Linked DNA regions of Zea mays: region 1 is linked to region 2. Evidence: chromatin contacts called from public Hi-C data. All regions are on one chromosome and are shown on one strand. Each heading gives the region's core, a stretch centred on a gene start, on an enhancer-like site or on the middle of the called end of the contact. The rest is flanking DNA. Distances are from core to core; before and after follow the strand shown.

Region 1 (6,742 bases), core at 1,859-4,358, 160 kb before region 2:
ATAGCTCTAATCAAACTTCAAATGAAAATGAAAAACTGCATTTTTTTAGCTGTAAGTTTTAACTAGTCACAAAAAATGAGACTGCCAGAACCTGAAGTAAACATACAGTAAAAAGATAAGGTGCGACAAACACCAGTAAACAAAAATTAGAAGGCAACCAATTTAGTAACATTAACTGACATGACAAAAAACAACAATATTCAGCGAATAGTTTAAATTCAAACAACATTTATTCATGATTAAGCCATATGCGGTCGCACGATAGTTTTGGGTAACGAGAACACAACTGGTCCATGAAACCAGCTCAGTCACGACTCACGACACAAACCATACAAATACTTTGAAAGACAGCACCATCCATGGGCAATGGCAGAGACACTAGATAACCCAGATACAGCAGCAGCTTCAACGACTGATGGCTTAATAACCACCGCGAAGACGGAGCACCAGGTGGAGGGTGCTCTCCTTCTGGATATTGTAGTCTGCAAGGGTGCGACCATCCTCCAGCTGCTTGCCGGCGAAGATCAGACGCTGCTGGTCTGGGGGAATCCCCTCCTTGTCCTGGATCTTAGCCTTCACGTTGTCGATGGTGTCAGAGCTCTCAACCTCCAGGGTTATGGTCTTGCCAGTCAAGGTCTTCACAAAGATCTGCATACCGCCCCTCAGGCGGAGCACCAGATGGAGGGTGCTCTCCTTCTGGATGTTGTAGTCAGCCAAGGTGCGACCATCCTCCAGCTGCTTGCCGGCGAAGATCAGCCGCTGCTGGTCCGGGGGGATACCCTCCTTGTCCTGGATCTTGGCCTTCACATTATCAATGGTGTCGGAGCTCTCAACCTCCAAGGTGATGGTCTTGCCAGTCAATGTCTTCACGAAGATCTGCATTCCTCCCCTGAGGCGCAGCACCAGGTGGAGGGTGCTCTCCTTCTGAATGTTGTAATCCGCAAGGGTGCGTCCATCCTCCAGCTGCTTGCCGGCAAAGATAAGACGCTGCTGGTCCGGCGGGATGCCCTCCTTGTCCTGGATCTTGGCCTTGACATTGTCAATGGTATCTGAAGACTCCACCTCAAGAGTGATGGTCTTGCCAGTAAGGGTTTTCACAAAGATCTGCATACCACCCCTAAGACGCAGCACCAAGTGGAGGGTGCTCTCCTTCTGGATGTTGTAGTCAGCAAGGGTCCTCCCATCCTCCAACTGCTTGCCGGCAAAGATGAGACGTTGCTGGTCAGGTGGGATGCCCTCCTTGTCCTGGATCTTTGCCTTGACATTGTCAATGGTGTCTGAGGACTCCACCTCAAGGGTGATTGTCTTGCCAGTCAAGGTCTTGACAAAGATCTGCATGCCTCCCCTAAGGCGCAGCACCAAGTGGAGGGTTGACTCCTTCTGGATGTTGTAGTCAGCAAGTGTGCGTCCGTCCTCAAGCTGCTTGCCGGCGAAGATAAGCCGCTGCTGGTCAGGAGGGATGCCCTCCTTGTCCTGGATCTTAGCCTTGACATTGTCAATGGTGTCAGAAGACTCCACCTCGAGGGTGATAGTCTTGCCGGTGAGGGTCTTCACAAAGATCTGCATCTGCAAGGAAACCAAAAAAAGGTAAGCATATAACAGTAGACCAAGGAGGAAAAGAAAAGGAACACTATAAGATATATGCGTGCTCAAGATGTAGTTGCCACCGTAAGGTACAGTAGCAGCATGATGCCACTCCCTACGTTCTATTTTATTTGTCACGGTTTAGTTCAAAAATGAACTAGCGGGCGACAAATATTCGAGAACGAAGGTAATATATAATAAAGATAAGCGACAAGAACATGCATGTTCAACAGGTGGATGATAAAGAACAACCGAGCAGGAGCCACACATCTACATATTTCTGAGCATGCATATCAAACAGAACAAAACAGTGCATGCTCATCAGATAATAGCTAAGCATGTGTATAGAACAAAGCAACAAGACAATGCATGTTCAAGCAAAGGTGAATTGCATTACTATAAGCAGTGAAATTACACATATTAAACCACCGTCACCGGCTAAATCACACACCCTAGAGTTTAACAGATAGGCACGGTGCATTTTAATCAGGCAGAAGCTACAGCCTCAACAATTCAGGCAGAACTACAGCATCAACAGGAACTCAACTCTGAAGCACATATTCATCCATCATATTAATTACAAACATATATGCTAGCACATGTAGATCCAAATTTAATTAGAGTTCTCGCTGCAGCTTTTCTAGGCGGCAGGTGTGGCCGCGTAAACAAGGAACTAAAATCCACTCTAGCTAACGCGTGGATCAGGCGTTGCCAGAAAGGCAGAAGCAATCAGGCTAAAAAAATAAGACCAGCAAACTAGTACGTATACACCATATTAATTATGAATACATATGTTCAACCCATGCAGATCCAAATCTAATGAGACCAGCAGCTACCGTATAATAAATCATTCGATTCTACTCCGATCTGGATGGACCTTACAACGAGGCCAAAAGCAACGAAACTGATCTGACGAACCAGACGAACAGGCCTAAGAAACGAGCCTGTTGGAATCATCACAGCGAACAAGATCAAGGTTAGATGCATCAAGATCAAGGTTCCATCTAATAGGACGCACCATTCTGCATCAGGTACTTATTTAATTAAAAAGGAAACCACGAGAAGATCCAACCCTAAGAAACGAGGCTGTTGGAATCGTCACAGCGACCCAACCCAACCCAACCCATCTCAGAGCCTCTTACAAGCATATCCCACAATTACTAGATCGAGGACTCGGAGCTACGATAATAGATCGCCAGATCTGGGAATCGAAGCCCCCATATAACCCGTAATAAATCGTATGTTCGTATACCTAGCAAGCAGAGGAGGTGAAGGGAGAGTGGAAGCGGGAGGATGGATGATCGCAGTTACCTTGAAGCGAGGGGAGGGGAGTGGGGGATCGGCGAGGCTCGCAAGGACGACGATTCGGATCGGGGCTGTGTCCGCGTACGCCCAAGAACACAGACGAAGATGAGATGTGGGGAAAGGCGAGGAGAGGATGGTTATTTATGGTGCGACGATAACGCTAGGGGAGGGGAATGCCGTGTGCAGTGACGCTTTCGTGGCGGTCTAACCTCTAAAATTAATATCTAGTTGTTCCAAACACCGCGTTCCTATTAGATCGGTTTTAAAGGTAGGTTTGGTTTGGTTTTAGTTTTGGCTTTTGTTTCCTAAAAGATAAAAATTAAACTAAAGGACTGGATTTAAGCAGTTTTTTTTAAAAGCTGACTTTTTCGTAGTGTAAAATTGAAAGCTTATTTGACCTGTTTTTAGTGGATTTTTTATAAAACTGTGAAAATATATATCAAAGAATTTTTAATGGTTTTTAGTGGTTTACACTAAATAATTTTTAGCTTTTTAATAGCTCATAGTCTGCAATAGTTTTTTTCATAGTTTACCGCCACAGTCCAACTAAATAGAACGTAAAATAGTACCTTAGTGTCTGCTCCGCCACGCAAGACGCAATTTCCGGATGCTGCCAGCCCGCTGCGGCGCAACTGCGCAAGGACCCACGCAGAGCCTTCGAGAAGGCCAGGGCCAGCGAGAGAGATGCCGTTCAAGTTCATTGCTTTGCGTCAACGTCTCCACCGTCTGCTTCGCTTCGTTGCAACGCTTAGGTTATAGCCCTACGATCTTTGGCAATGGATCCTATGCCCGATTTCCCGCTTTCTCAGATGGGTAAACGGGACAGGGATGTAGAAGTATTTTTCATCCCTGTTTCTGTGGGAATCCGTCAAACCTGTACGTGGTGATGTTTTCGTATACTAGCTAATAATAAAAACAAATAATTATTTGGGTAAGAGATCAATCATTGTACAAATATGTTTATTTTAATATACCCATAATGATTTCTTACATCTAACAATATATATAAGTGAAAGTGTTTTTATTAATAACAAAGGATGCATTTCCTAATTATAATGTAAATAGGGACGTTGATCTCCGTCGGAAATTTATGCCCGTGGGGAATATGGATGGGGAAGAAATGTCTTCTGTAAACGTTCGTGGGTATTCCCGCGAGGAAATTTCTGCGTCGTGGGATGGGTATGAAGAGCTATTCCTCGATGAGAAATTTTCCATTGCCATCCCTAATCCCGAGTAGGAATAGGGGTGGACAGTGATCACAATATAAAAGGAGCGATTGATGATAGAGACAACATCATAAGTGAGGGAGACAGGTCAGGGACACGGGGCAGGAGGAGGCGTCGAGGGAGAGGGGAGAGAGAATACATGATCTAAATAATATTATCTATCAGATTTGAATGGATATGGGAGAACATGTTATCCATCGATTTGAACCGCTAGTTTTGATACTGTGTTAGATTTAACGAATGTTATGGGTGTAGATGTGATTTGTTTAGATAGATTTTGTAAAGTTTAAACTGATAAATTATATAATGATATAGATTAGAATGTAGATTGGTCGACACCACGTGGTTGGCACATTTCTCCTACCTCACTGATGTATGTGACCTACCGCCTGGAAGTTTTCCCCCTAAGGCTGGCTCCAGCAGGGTCCTGTAAAAGCTCCTGTACTCTACATATAGAGGTTTGTCAGATCCTCTATCCCTCCAACAAGGGACTCTAAAAGGTACTCTAAAATTTAGAGGATGACATGCATGCGCTATGTATAGAGGATGTACGGCGGTGCTCTATATAGTGTGCTGATTTCTGTGCACGTGCTGACGAGCGGTAAAAAAATAATATAGAATGTCAAATCTAGTAGCACTGTTGATATAGAGGATGAAATTTAGGGGATATTGCTGGAGATGAAGAAGATATAGAGTACAAAATCTTTTAGAGAGTGCTGTAAAGGACAGAGAATATTCTTTTAGGGGATGAAATTTAGGGGACGTTGCTGGAGATAGCCTAAGCTAAAATGACACCGGTGCCTTACAGTCTATTTAGTTCGATGCATCACAATGCACAATTCACCATGTCTAAAGTTTAGGCAGTTTAATTGATTTAAATGTGTGTTTAGTTTGTAGTCACAATCATGACAAGTTTTTGCTACTTTGGTAACCCCATTTTTTCAAATGATTTTTCATTTATTAGTCAATCACTAACTAGTCTGTACGATGACCTTCTTCAGAGCATTATTAATAAGGCAAGACTGTGGAATCTTCTTAAGCTCCCTTTACCGGATATTGGTGACCATGATTTCTCGATTGTTCAGTATGCAGATGACACTCTTTTGATTATGGAGGCCTGTCCTAAGCAACTTTTCTTCCTCAAGGCAATTCTCAACTCTTTTGCTTCTTCTACTGGCCTTAAGGTTAATTATAACAAATAAAATATGTACTCTATAAACGTGCCTTCTGAAAAGATGGAGATCCTCTCTCGAACTCTCAATTGCCAGATTGGAGAAATACCATTCACCTATCTTGGTTTGCCTCTAGGCCTTGCGAAACCCAGAAAGGAACACTTTCTGCCTCTTATTCAAAGGACTGAGAAGAGATTATCTTGCTCTTCAAATTTTTTATCTCAAGCTGGACGCTTGGAGTTGGTAAATTCAGTCTTCTCAGCCTTGCCAACCTTCTTTATGTGCATGCTCAAGATACCTAAAACCATCATTAAGCAAATAGACATGTTCAGGAAACATTGTCTGTGGAGAGGGAATGACATTAGTTCCAAGAAGCCGCCTCTGATTGCTTGAAATTCGGTTACTCAGAGAAAAGTGAATGGCGGGCTGGGGGTGTTTCGCCTTGAAACCCAGAATGAGGCTCTCATGATCAATTTTTTGCATAAATTCTTCAATAACAACGACTTACCCTGGGTGCATCTCGTTTGGGATAAATACTATTTGTCTCGTGGACTCACAGGCCATAGAAACATTGGTTTTTTCTGGTGGAAGAGCATGATCAAGCTCCTTCCCAACTTTAAGGGACTGGCACTCCCAGTCATTGGCAACAGCAGATCAATTTCGTTCTGGGAGGATCAGTGGAGTCAGAACATCCCAAGGCAAAAATTCCCAGAATTATTCTCTTTTGTCAAAAACACAAAATTGACTATTGAAGAAGCTAAAGAGTAGGATCAGTTCGCTGGTTTTTTTCATTTGCCTATCTCTGAACAAGCATATGATCAATACCTGGAGTTGCAGGTGGTTTGGGAGCAAATTGTCCTCAGTAATGCTCACGACCGTTGGCGATACATTTGGGGCTTTGACAACTACTCTTCTCAAAAAGCTTACAGACATTTTATGGGCCAGACGCAGGTTCACCCTATCTACAGGCACTTATGGAAAAGCAAATGTCAGCCTAAGCATAGAGTTTTCTATTGGTTGTGGCTTAAAAATAGACTAAATACCAGAGATATGCTGAGAAGGAAAAACATGGAACTGGAATCTTATTCTTGCGAGAACTGTTTATGGCAAAGAGAGGAGACCCTATATCATCTGTTCCTCAGATGCAATTTTGCGAAAGCTTGCTGGAACTCAATTGGCATAACCCTCCAGAATTACTAATCCTGAGGAGACATCAGCGAACCTTAAACACCAGCTTAACGTCCCCTTCTCTATGGAGATTATTATTCTCATGACATAGAGCATCTTAAAAAGCCGAAATGAGTGGCTGTTTTCAAACAAAGATCCTTCGATTCATCACTGTACACAAGAATTATGTAAGGAGTTGCGGTTGATCATGCACAGAGCGCGTGGGAACTTTGACATCTCCATCCCGAATTGGCTGAGTCTGTGGCAGACATAGGAGTAGTTCTTTCT
Region 2 (6,691 bases), core at 3,012-5,511:
ACTTGCCTCCACCAACCGACTGCTGCTCAGGGGCTTCTCCTGCGAGCTCCTCGGGCTCTTCGACCGGATCGTTCTCTATGCGATTGCAAGCATACATACATTCATCCATTCAAATTGGGAAACAAACAGTACATCATACAAGGGAACAAATAAGGTGAATATGCATCAGGTATGACATTCGATATCGCACTCATTATGGTTAGAAAGAAACGGGAAAAGGTCTCGCGGGGGGGGGGGGGGTTAAAGCTTATGCACTAATGATTAGTTACAATTGGTTCTAACAAAAGAATTCAGTTATATGCACTAATGGAAACCTAGTCGTTTTTAGTTGATCAACATTGGACTGGATAAACAATTAATTGTATGAATAACTAGCATAACGAAATTCTAAATTAAGTTTCCTATTTCAATAATATGAACAATGATTAACCTACCTAAAATAAAATAAGTAACAGTAATGAAAGAAAATAAAATTAAAAAAAATAAAGAAAAAAAGGGGGGGCGGTTGAACCGGCCAGGGGGCGGTTGAACCGGCCTGGGGCAGGGGCGGGGGGCGGCCGAGCCGGCGGCGCACAGGGGCGGCTGGGCAGGGGCGGCCGAACCGGCGGGGGGCGCGGGGCAGGGGGCGGCCGAGCCGGCCAGGGGGCGGCCGAGCTGGCGCGCAGGGGCGGCCGAGCCGGCCGGGGGCGGGGCAGGGCGCACAGGGGCGACGGGCGGTTGAGCCGGGGCCAGGGCGGCCGAGGCCGGGCGGCCACAGGGGCGGCCGAGCCGGGCGGGCACGGGGCAGGGCGCGCGGGGGCGGCCGAGCCGGCCATGGCGGCCGAGCTGGGCGGCGGGCGGCCGAGCGGCGAGGGGAAAGGGGGAGGGGAGATGGGGGAGGGAGGAGAGGGGGAGGGGGACCTCACCGGGGACGGGGACGGGCGGCCGAGCGGCGGGGGCGGCGCTAGGGCAGGGGCGGCGCTAGGGCAGGGGGCGGCGGTTGGTGTGGGGAAGAGAGAATGAGGGAGAGGGAGAGGGATTTTGGGGAAATTGGGGGAAAAGGAGGGGGCGGCTGGGCCAATGGGCCCAAAGGGGCGCGCGGGGGGGGGCGGCTGGGCCGGCTGGGCCGGCCAGGGGCGGCCCACGGCGCGGGAGAGAGAAAAAGGGAGGGGAGAGAGAAAGAAAGAGAAAAGAAAGGAAAGGGTTTTTCTCCTTTTCGAAATCCGATCTTCCTAGATGAATGCACTTACATTTCTAAGCAATCAAAGAATGCATGGTTCGGCATGGTGCATCAAACAACATAAAGTAATTTAGGGTTTTTCTTTACACGGGAAATCCAAACCAAGTCCCGCTAGAACTTCGAAAAAGGTCAAGGTTTAGCGAGCGAACGAGAAAAGAAAAGAGTAACGCCTGAATTTGGTGAGAGAAAAGAAGAAAAAAAATTCTACCCCCAAATTCAGGGCGTTACACGTGCCCTCAGTGGCGTAGTCAAGTGGGGTAGAGGAAGGTAGAGGTAGAGGAGGGAAGCTGAAGGAAATTGTTGCTAAGAAAATGAGGCTAGGCAAAGGCATTGGTTCAAGCAACAACACTAAGTCTGAACTTGACAAATACCTTTCTGAAGAAACTGAAGACACAGAAATGAAGCTTGATCTCCTAGTATGGTGGAAGGCATCTGAGCAGAGATTTCCAATACTAGCTCGCATGGCTCGTGATGTGCTTGCTATACCAATATCAACTGTAGCATCAGAGTCAGCATTTAGCACAAGTGGGCGCATTTTAGATGACTTCCATAGCTCCCTTACTCCATTCATGCTTGAAGCTCTAGTATGCGCACAAGATTGGTTGAGGTGGTCAATACCTATTGATATTGAAGAAAACCTTGAAGAATTAACCATGCTAGAAAAAGGTCTAACATTCCTTATTTTTTTCATTATTATTGAATGGTTCATTGCATATCAACACATATTAACTAGACAGTGTTTTTATCTCATTGCAGAACTAAAAGAAGAATTTGGTGGTAAAGGAAAAGGAAAACAAGAAGCAACAACAACAGGTACAGAAATAGGAAGCAACACCATCCATGGAACATCTACATCTTAGTTCATGGCTTGGCTTCATGCTGGTATAGTCCTGCTATTTATTAGTTACCTTGTTGTTGTCTGTGTGCTATTTATTAGTCCATCTACATCTTTTTTGGTTGCTGCCTTGCTGCTGTCATGTAGACATGTAGTCCTGCTCTTTATTAGTTACCTTGTTGCTGTGAGTCTGTGACCTGTGATGCTGTCTGTGTGCTATTGAGTGGTGCTGTCGTGCTGGTGTCTGCCTTGCTGCTGTTTTTATTAGTTCTGCTCTTTACTAATTACCTTGTTGTTGTCTGCCTTTTGCTGTTGAACAGGTACACCGTACATGTATGGACTATGTACTATGGTATGGAGACATCAGACATGGAGTGGTGCTTTTGGCCTTTTCGCCTATGCACTTAGTATGCAGTGTTGTGCACTTGTGTTGTAGTGTTGTGCCTGTGCGGTTGTGTCTGCTACTTTGCTGTGCGCCCGCCTGTGCCTGTGCGGTTGTTTACTGGAGAGTGGTCGAGTGCTAGAGAAGTGGAGAGTGGAGAATGTGTGTACTATACTACTGTTGTGTACTTGTGTTGGTGTGTTCTCTTGCTCTCTATTATGTGTGATAGCGAGACTAATACTATTAGTGAATCTGTGACTGTGTGCTCTATGCTATATGACTATGTGTGACATCTCAACTGGAATATTGTTTCACTGTTTCAATTTTTAAATATTGTTGCTAAACGCTACATGCTCGAATATATCGGGTATTTTGATATTACCCGAACCCGTACCCGAAAGTACGGGTACCCAAAATTACGGGTACCCGACATTATGGGTACGAGTTCGGGCTTAAATGTTTAAAACCCGAAATATAAAAAAACCCGAAAAACCCGACCCGAAATACCGAGTAAACCCGAACGCCCAGCTGTACCACTTACCATGGTACGGTGCTAGTGTCTAGGGAAAAAATGTTGTGTCCCCTGTTCGCGTGCCCTCAGTGGCGTAGTCAAAAGTGGGGTTGGAAGTTACTTGTTATGATTTGTGGCTATTGTATATTACATACTAATTAGTTGACCGTACATCGCTATGGTTTTATATATTATATAGTTAGATGTACTTAAATAAGATATTTATTTAAATACGATTATATTTCTTTATTTTTTAAATTATTACTATATAAATATATTTATAATATCTCTCATTTATATAACACAAACAAACATAAGTTGTAGTGGTAGAAGACAAACAAACATAAGTTGTAGTGGTAGAAGCCAAGTGCTATCTACTAAGTGAGTAGAGTTTGAATCCTTCACACCCTATTTTTTGGATATTTTTCACAGGAAGGAAATTTATTTCCTTGTTGTGCTCGCTGAAGGAGACAACATACGAAAAAATTTACACTTAAATACAGTAGAGTATATATATATATATATACTCTATTTATTAATATTATAACTATATATATATATAGTTATATATGTGTTGGCCCTAAGGAAAAATCCTGCTACGCCTCTGCAGCGTGCCCTACAGTGCACGGCACCGCAGCACACACATCTCACACGCGGATAGCGCCAGACGAGAGCGCGGCCACATGGCCCGCATGAACGGAGAACGACGCGCGCCGGCGCCCGTGCGCTCCGATCGCCTACCGTCGATAGGCCAAGCGTTCCCTGAGCGGATCATGGCCACACGCGGACGGCGGATCGCCCGGAGCCCCGCACCAAAGCACACCGGCCACGTCGCGCGGCGGTCGGCGCCCGTCGGCGTCGCTCGTTAAACCAAAAAGGCGCCATTAGCCTGACGGCAGCGACGGACACCGACGAGCCCGCGCCGCGACGCGCGCCGAATTAACTCCGCCGTTGAACGCTCCGCCGCGTTGCGCATGGAGGCATGCTTTGTTTGCTTCCGAACGCCGCCGAGAGCGAGGCATAGGCGCATGTGCATGTGCGTGCCTGCCTGCCGCCAGAAGTAGCCTTGCCCGCGCGCGCACGGCGGCTGGCCCGTATAACGTGACGTTCGCTTGGGATTTTGCAGGCAGGCTGTTAGCGTCGTGACGTGCAAGCGAACTGGGTTCGCACAGCTGTGCGATCTGCGTCCGAGAGGCGACGGCGCTGTCCACGTCTCGCCACCGTATGGTCCACGGCGTCGCACCGTGCGCGTTTGCAGGTGCTGGGTGCTGGCTCAGTATAAATGCAAGCTTCCATCGCCAACTCTAGCCGCACACGCTCGCGATTCAACAAAGACGTACGTACATGCACAAAACTAGAGCGAGCTGTGTGTGTGTGTGTTCGTCATTTCCTCGATCATGGCGAAGGCGCAGGCGCAGGTGGCGGCGAGGTTCATGATGGAGGCGCCGCCGCCGCAGGTGGTGTCGGTCATGCGGCGGAGGAAGGCGCCGAGGAGCCTGAGCACCATCGCCGAGGACGACAGGGAGATGCTGGCGCCGTGCGGGTCACCGTCGGACCACGGCCACGTACATACACATAACTAGAGCGAGTAGAGATACCGTCTCTTACTGTGTGTGTGTGTGTGTGTGTTTATCAACTCCTCGATGCATGGCGAAGGCGCAGGCGCAGGTGGCGGCGAGGTTCACGACGGAGGTGGCGCCGCCGCAGGTGGTGTCGGTCATGCGACGAAGGAAGGGGCCGAGGAGCCTGGACACCATCGCCGAGGACGACAGGGAGCAGCAGCTGGCGTGCGGGTCGCCATCGGACCACGGCCTCGCGACGGCGTGGTCGTCGCTCCAGAGGATACCGACGCCACCGCAGCCGCCGCGGGAGCGCGCAGGTGGGTCCGTGACGAGGGACCTCAGCAAGAACTTCTTGGACTCCCACGGCTGCCAGCAGGCCAGCGGCTGGGAGGGTGGACACATGCTAGGCCACCGGCGAGCCGTGCATGCGCTGGAGCTTCACAAGGTCGGAGCTTGTTGAAGAGGGAAGAGAGAAAATCTAGCTTAGCTGCAGTGAGCTTGTTCGGGAGAAATATATTTGTACCACTTCCACACGTGCGCTCATGCATGATACTTCCTCCGTTTTTTTATTTACCACATTTTAGTAAAAAATGAACTAGCGGCTGATAAATATTCAAAAACGGAGATAATATTATTTTGGCTTAGCTTTATCACGCGTGATGTGGAGAGTATATATGTTTGCTGTGAAGTTGTTTTTCATCCAGCTTCAATTTCGCTTGAAATAACTGTAATAGTTAATCAAAATAAACATACGATATTCTCTCTATTCTCTTCTCTTCTCTACTCTTTTAAACCACCAGCCATGTGTAGTGCATCACGCCTAAAACATATAGGTCTATTCATCTACCTTGTTTCTCGTCTAACAAACTATGGGCCATTATACCATATATGAGTTTTGAGAAATCACCTAAGCCCAATACGATAGACCCAAACCTAACATGATAGAAAGTCACACATAGCGCATCACTCCCACATAGTACCACCTCACTAGCTAAAGGAGTATAAACGACCGAACGATCTATAAAAAGACTCATTTTCAACTCATATTTTTTTCAGCCTTTTGGCTAAGATAAGGTGTGATATTTGTTCTTATCAGTTAATATCTTATATATAGACCACATGTTTACTCTGGCATTATTATTTTAATTTTATAGGTATCAAATATGATTGTGTGTCGTCGCAACGTACAAACATTGTACTTGTTGACTGTTTTATTTGTGGGATGGAATTTTTGTGGCTCATTCAATCCAACTCAGTCCCTGCTTCAATCCCTAGGACCTAGTTGATTGAACTTTAGTCACTAAGAATCAAGACATATAGGCTAACTATTAGGGTCTATTTGGTGATGGATCACTATATCCTTTTTGTCGGCGCCTAAGCCGTTGTAACATTTGGCCACTCGAGACACTTCATAAGACTTGGGACCCTTAAAAGGATCAACCTTGTACCTAATGACTAGGATTCATACCCTCTAGGGCTCTAGGGTCACTCGGATGAGTTGGGGACTTAGGGTGGCTAAGTTTGATCCTATCTCTTGACAAAAGAGTGCGTTCGGTCCAGAAAAGATAGTACAAACCCAAGAGATGGACCCCAAATCTAATGGTCTAAAGACTATCCCTTCGCAATACCTTAATAGATAAGTTTCCAGCACAATGCATTAATGTTCGATAAGCGATATTGCGGGTCTAACTTAGTGTGTTGTCATACGACTTAGGCTTCAGGGCACTTGAAGACCACTACATAGTACGTAGACCTATCTCGTAACTATGCATGCAAATACGGAGTGTATCGAAAAATACATTAAAGTGATAAATGATGCTCTGGCTACCAATTACATTACGTCAGTTGCCCTAGACTCCGACGTACTTAGACGTCGGGTTATCTTACTTGCACCTCTAGTAGGATTGATAGTTACCTTAGGAAGGAAAGATTATGACCAAGAATGTGTATCAAGTTAAATGTGATACATGACCTTAAATGCACACCTTTACCCTGATACATGCTCAGGGGACATTGTGCAAGTATGTTCTCGCATTTATTGGCTCCCATGAGATGAAAAATCCATATAGCCATAACTAGGCAGTATGGAGGAACAATAATGTAATTATAGTACATGAATCATACTTAACACCATTAAGGCACTCAGTAAAGTCAGTTTAACAAGTATGATTAGTTGACACAT

Evidence for each region. Hi-C and Micro-C count contacts between places; a contact is called where the count stands out from the background.
Region 1: a Hi-C map of leaf shows a contact between it and region 2, with 4 times the contacts expected there. The contact joins the promoter of LOC100282068 here to the promoter of LOC100275075 in region 2. A contact is called at or near these places in 5 of 25 Hi-C or Micro-C datasets (bundle sheath, ear, endosperm and 1 more) and 1 of 3 datasets of contacts at active chromatin or transcription factors (seedling).

What each region holds. Positions count from the first base shown.
Region 1 is chr4:245,443,665-245,450,406 of Zm-B73-REFERENCE-NAM-5.0, reverse strand. LOC100282068 reads right to left here and starts at 3,108. Exons shown (of 2, transcript NM_001154981.2): 1 at 2,896-3,108; 2 at 215-1,566. The coding sequence starts at 1,566. The coding sequence ends at 421.
Region 2 is chr4:245,284,227-245,290,917 of Zm-B73-REFERENCE-NAM-5.0, reverse strand. It overlaps LOC100275075, which reads left to right and starts at 4,261. Exons shown (of 2, transcript NM_001317854.1): 1 at 4,261-4,512; 2 at 4,604-5,273. The coding sequence starts at 4,345. The coding sequence ends at 4,969. It also overlaps the pseudogene LOC111591486.